2 separate regions of the Zea mays genome follow, and region 2 is linked to region 1. The links are chromatin contacts, called in public Hi-C maps. All regions are on one chromosome and are shown on one strand. The core of a region is the stretch at or near the end of the contact, and the rest is flanking DNA. Distances in the headings are between cores, read along the strand shown.

Region 1 (3,296 bases), core at 464-2,963:
TTTTAATATTGTGTCTTTATAAATAGTTGCGTGAATCGATAGAATACCATAATCGTAAAAAAAGACGACCATAAATAATGGTATTACTGCCTTTGTCTCTTAAAGAATAATAATATGTATTCGTATAATCTAGACAACTAAACAACTATATACAGATTATAATCTCGACAAATTATAATCTAGATTATATAATCCAAATCTATAAGCTAAAACAAACTAGGATTTAATGCTTAGTCATTTTATGGTTTAATGAGATATAGTTGTTGATCCAAGCCTAATATTAGCGAAACATTTTGCTGAACACTAAAAGTGGTGGACGATCTGGCCCTAGGGCCCGGACAGTCCGCGCCCCCGCGATCAAATTAACCGATTATCCTTATTTGGTGTATGGTTATTCATCTATGCATGTGTGATTTGTTAGCTATCGCGGTCCAGACCTCCCCTATATATATGAAGGGATACGACCGATTGAGAACCTCTGAACACATTCTAATCGAACCAATTATTTTCTTTATCATTCATGCCATAGGAGTAGATGTAGCGTAGTTATAGCTATAGCTTTTCGCATATTCACCTCTACCCCTATTCGACTCTACGTCGTCTAGATCCATCTTGGGAGACCTGTCGATCCTGAAACGACCATAGGATCTTACCTCTCTCGGGGGTGGCAAGGTCTAGTTGTCCATTCAAGATACACTACCTCAATTGTCGATTAATTCCTAGGCGACTCCACATCGTTTGGGGACACCCCGGGTGACATGTCAACCCATAGCATCCTAAGATCTCCCCTAGGGGCGAGGTCTAGATTCCAGTAAGGAGGAAGATGACCATGCGCCATCGCGGACCCTCCATCTCAGAGCATGGACCGTCCGGTGTGACGCAGAGAAGGTGCCGCTCCTGCGCCTAGGTCGAGGACCGTTCGGTCCAGAGTTGCGGGCCGTCCGTGCCGCCGCAGAGGGCACCACCAGACGGTACACCCACAGTGATTGACGCCTAGATCAGCGTCGACACATTTTAATTGGTACTCCCACCGTCTCAAAATATAATTCGTTTTATTGGGTGTTTGGATTCCTTCATTTTAGAGGAATTGAATTCACTCAATAAAATAACTTATTTAGTTTAGAATTTGATATTCCACCACTTTCTAAAGTTCAGATATAAGCTTATCTCAAATTCATGAAGAGAAGGGTGGGAAATGATTTTATGCATTAATAGAATTTGTTTCTATTTTGTAACTTACATGACACTCTTCGTCTCACTCCTCTATAGTAAAAATATAACACATAAATATCTCCGACATCTTGCTAATAATATTATATAAATATATTTTACATAAAACCTAATTAGCTTAATTGATATATGTCTAAATTACTATTATTATAATAGAATTCAATTCTAATGATCCAAACGGGACCTTAGACTAATTACGCATTCATTAAGTAACATATAAATGTAGTTTGCATATTGAATGATGTGCACATAAAAAAGTGAGCTAGAACTATATTTTGGGATGAGTATAATATAGGAGGATATAAAATTAATCTATTTTTAAAAAACGAAATTATGTTTATTTCTAGGAACACCGTACAAAAAAAAACAATGCATCCGACGGCTGTGGTGTGTCCACAAAACCTACCCGAACCCATGGACGCCTACTACGTCGTCTTCGTCTCTCCAACCCGGGGACATTTTCCACCCTCCAAATCGAAACCAGATTGAAATCCTAGGGGCTAGGGTTACCCTCCATCCCATCGTCCGATCCGATCCGATCCCGCCGCTCATCCATGTCCCACCACGACGGAAGCAAGCCATACCAGCCGCGCCGGGGGCCCGAGCGGCACCCGCAGCCAGCGGATGGGATCGCCGCCCCGCCTCCCGCCGCCGTTGCCCCGTCGGTGGAGCACCTCGTGGCGGCCGCCGCCGAGGCGGAGGCATTGAACCGCTTCGCCGCGGAACAACAGCAGCAGCTGCAGGGGCACGAGCAGGAGGTTGGGGAGGAAGAGGAGGAGGAGGACGAGCAGGAAGACGAGATGGAGGAGGAGGACGAGGATGAGCACGAAGGTCAGCACGGCGGCATCGGTGGGGAGCACGTTCCCATGGACGCGGATGCTGCTGCCGCGGCGGCGGCGGCCGCAGTCTCGCAGATGGACCCGCACTCGGCGTTGGTGGCTGGGACCGTGCCACCCATGGCGACCAACCAGCTCACCCTCTCGTTCCAGGGCGAGGTCTATGTGTTCGACTCCGTCTCCCCTGATAAGGTCCCCCCTCCTCTTCTGCTCTCTGTAGATGTTAACTTGTTTTTCTCTGCGTGTAGTCAATTCAATTCGCTATACCGATGAGAGCTGTTGGTTTTGTCTGCAGGTCCAAGCCGTGCTTTTGCTGCTTGGAGGGAGGGAGCTGAGCAGCCTGGGCGGAGCGTCGTCCTCTGCACCTTATAGTAAGGTTAGGATAAGTGATGTTGAATTTATGTATGATGCCTATGTTCATATTAACTGCAAACTGGAATGGATGGTTCACATGCGTGTATTTGCTCTTCTCCTTTCAGAGGTTGAATTATCCACATCGGGTGGCATCTCTGATGAGATTTAGGGAAAAGCGGAAGGAGCGGAACTTTGATAAGAAGATCCGATACTCTGTCCGGAAGGAAGTTGCACTTAGGTTGGTGATAGCTGTTTAACTTTGGTTGGATACACTGTTCGCACTATCTGAAGTGGCATTAAGTTTGTTTTGTCGGAACTCAATAAACTTAATTTTTGTGATTGGAAACCAAGGATTTGCCCTATTGTATGGCATCATGTTCCTTGTTCAAATGTAACTAGTTCCAAGTGGGAAGATGCACACCATAACTCCATGGCATTTTCCAAGTTCTTATGATTAGAATAGATTGATTATTCGTGAGCCCTAATTTTTATGTGTTCGTTTTTAGCAGTGACTATTGTTTGGTAGTCATTAGGAATCCTTCGAGTCATGACTCATGAGTGACTGTATGTACTACTTTCACCAGTTGTCATGTATGTTGCAAAAAAAAAAGTTGCTCACCTGATTAACTAGTTTTCATTATTTCTTACTGTTGCATGGTTTTTGGTTGCGTAGCAGCTTTGTCCATTTATGCTGACGTGGTGTTTCTTGATTTAAATGTAGGATTATGATGTTATGTTGGATGTTGCTATATAGTCTGCTTCATCATAGAAGGTTGTGCATATGCATTCTTGGGATTTACACAATTTGCTTGTATCTGTAGGATGCAGCGTAATCGAGGTCAATTTACATCTTCAAAACCAAAGCCTGATGAAATA
Region 2 (3,296 bases), core at 367-2,866, 430 kb before region 1:
TTTGACATCGAGGATCCAATAGGAAAAGTAACAGCAGGCGAATTCAAACAGCAACAGAGCTTGAGAAATGAAATCCAACAACAGTCAGTCCTGCATTCGTTTATGCTTGAGAGCCATGGCAAAGAAAACAAAAGCATCAGCAGGGGTAGGTAGGTACCTGGTAACGTCCATTTCCTCGTCCAAATCCACAGCAGTTGCCGGAAATCCGTCAACGCCACCTCGGTAGCTCACAACCGGATCCCCTTCCATCACCACGATGTACACGTCATGTGTTCCAAGGACCACTCGTTGCACTTGCACAAAGATAAGAAGCAAACAGGCGAGCTTGATCCTCCACATCTTCCAACAATGTCAGCGCCCGAGAAACCTTCGGAAACGTGCAGAGCGAGAAAGCATCAGGTGACACACGATATTCAGCACAGACAAAGACATTAAACATCCAACTATGGCCAGTCGAAAAAACTTCGTGACGTCCCCCTCCAGCCTCCAGGCCAGCAGCGTTGGTCCAAGGACCAAGGGTAGAAGTACAGCGGCGACTAGGCGGCAACACTGACTGCCGCGCACGTCAAGGTGCGGCACCGCACTGTTCCAGCCAGTAGGTGCCCGCGGTGGCAGAGCTTGCCCGCCTCACAGGGACCCCCTCCCCCATGGAGGTGGGTGGGGGAGCGCATTTACGGAACCTCTTAAATCAGGGGTGGGCGCCAGTGGTACTAAAATGGCGCAGATTAAGGGCATGTACAGTGGAGAGACACCAAAACGGTTCTCCAAGCACAGGAGACAACTAAGAGACTCTATTGTACAATGGAGTGTCTATAAACGTAGTCTATTAATAAATACAGAATTAAATGTATTTGTATAGCATCAGATCGATAGAACAGACGACAAATTCGTACAGTGGGAAGTGAGGCGTCTGTTGCTACTTGGTTTACGAGCCAGAGGCGTCTCTTCACGGAGAGACGGCTCTAAGATTTTTTTGCAAATAAGCCCCTTAAACACCTTAAGAGACTCCACATTAAACACCACTGTATGCCCTAATGACGCGAGTAGTAGTGAGCGATACATGAGGACGGCTAGCGCCTTGGACGCAATGCATTGCATATGCACGCGTTTCGTTTCCCCCAGCAGCCCAGCTAGTAAAATCTTGTCACGTTTAGTTTCAAGTGGTTGGGGGGAATACAGAGGAAAGAGCATTTCGATCGGGTCGTTCCAAGGGCAAGAACAAAGCGGAACCTTTCTTTCTTTTTTTTTTTTTGGTCTCCGACAAGGAAAAAACTCTTGCGGCAATCAATGAAACCGAGGATCACTCACCTAGTGTGTGACTTGCGACAGACGGCAGAATCTCCAGTCTCCGCTCCACCCCAGTGGGCACCGAGGGAGGAATGGCAGCGGCGGCGGCGGCGGCGGTGGCGGCTCCCAAGCGCACGGATCAGTCGGCCTTGACCGCGCCACCCAGTGGCGGCGGCATGCCCGGGCGCGGCACTGGCGAAGCAAAGAGATCGCTCCGCTCGAGGGCGTTAGGGTTTGGGGAGCGGAGTGGCCGCGGGAAGTGAGCGGAATGGAGGCGAAGCTGAGTGCTTGCACAGCACAGTTCCGCTGGTGCTGGCTTGGTTAGTGGTGCCGTCACCTTTTGGCTGCCTCCCTTGTCTTTAATGGAGGGATAGGCAATGCAATTGCAAGGCAAGGCAAGGCAAGAATCTCGATTTTTTTTTCCTATCCTTTGGGTGCTTTTGGCCCCCAGGCGGCCAGGCCCCACTCGCCCTGCTCCCGCTCTTGCCACGTATGTAGGTGCGGTGGCCCGCGGTGTCAGTGGTACAGGCGCTGTGAATGCGTCGTACGGAGGGTTTTTTGAAAGATAGTATCGTAATAGAATCCACGGCGACGCGTCCTCCGGGCATGCGTGCCCCGCCGCATGGGGCATATGGACATGGAGGTAGCTGTTACCGATTCGGAACGCGTGCACCTGGTCTTGGTGGATTGGCGAGGGATAAGTCCGACCTGTCAGTGGAATTTGGCTCATGGACCTGGTCTTCGTCGGTAGCACCAGGCCGCTTAGGGGGCTTCTCGTGAGCGCGTGACTGACACTGACTGACTAGGCCCAGGCTGCCAGGCAGGGCCGCCGCGGGAGCTAGTGGGTCCAACGGGCCCCATGGTACGCGTCCAGGGCGGGAGGAGCGGCGGCTGCGCCTCGGTACTGGCGGGCGGCGCCGATCCAGCACTAGCCGCTGCGCACCCCGGGTTGTCTGTGTGGCTCGGGACAAGTGTCGTGTCGGTCGGCGCGGGATGGGAGAATGACGGGGCCACGTGAGCAGCAGGATGCCCTGCCTGCCTGCCGTGATCACGAGAGATGCCGGAGAGAGAGACGTTGCTTGTGTCAGGTCAAGCTTTTGTGTTTTGAATGAACTAGCTGAGCCAGCCGCCTGATCGTCCGGACTGACAACTTCAGCACCAGCCACTAGGATGTTGCTAAAACATCCGACTTTATCACAAATCTAATATTTTAATATAGATATACATAGAATTTAAAGCTAATTTTTGACAATGTTATTAAGAATATTATGAAGTATTTAAATAAATTTGTATATAATTTTTTATGTATATTATTTTCTCCCTACAACAAAAAAGTGAAAAAACATCCGAATCCGTATTCGAATAGACATCCGAAGTTTATATCAATTATTTAAAAATATATAGAATGAATTTAATGTTTATTTTTTATGAAGATTAATAGCCTTAATGCTAAAAACAAAAATATAAATTTACATAACAAATTTTATATGTTATTTGTTCATAATCGAAGAAAGAAGACCAAAAATTTGATATCCGAATAAATATTCGGATCCATCCCTACCAGCCACTAGCGCCCCGACGAGGGGGGTTTTCGGATAGGATTGGGATGATTTTTTAGAGAGAAAATAATGCAGTATAAAAAGTTATTATGTCTTTAAAAATATATTTAACAACATGACTAAAGATTAGCACCAAATTCTATACACATCTATATTAGAATATTAAATTTCTTATATAATTCGGATATTTAGGATCCACTCCTATCCATTATTTTACATCCGTTTCAACATGAGTCTAAGGGCAGGTACAAACTAGAGACCCTAGAACGATTTTTTAAATGTAAGAGACAACTAAAAACTGCATGATGCAATCTTAGGTCGTTATATCATAAATACAGTTACAATAAATATAGATTGTCGTGAGTAGACGGTTTTTTCACGAAGAGTCTCTCTTGATTTTTTTCACTTAATCCCCTAAAAACCCCTCAAGAGACGATTTAATTAATAGTA

The links. Hi-C and Micro-C count contacts between places; a contact is called where the count stands out from the background.
Region 2: a contact with region 1 is called in a Hi-C map of leaf mesophyll, with 4 times the contacts expected there. The contact joins the promoter of LOC100274487 here to the promoter of LOC100277669 in region 1. A contact is called at or near these places in 2 of 25 Hi-C or Micro-C datasets (leaf mesophyll and tassel).

The regions. Positions count from the first base shown.
Region 1 is chr5:57,770,179-57,773,474 of Zm-B73-REFERENCE-NAM-5.0, reverse strand. It overlaps LOC100277669 (GATA transcription factor 24), which reads left to right and starts at 1,713. Exons shown (of 7, transcript NM_001151176.2): 1 at 1,713-2,258; 2 at 2,362-2,442; 3 at 2,546-2,658; 4 at 3,242-3,296. The coding sequence starts at 1,785.
Region 2 is chr5:58,201,001-58,204,296 of Zm-B73-REFERENCE-NAM-5.0, reverse strand. It overlaps LOC100274487, which reads right to left and starts at 1,616. Exons shown (of 11, transcript NM_001353544.1): 1 at 1,309-1,616; 2 at 158-367. The coding sequence starts at 339.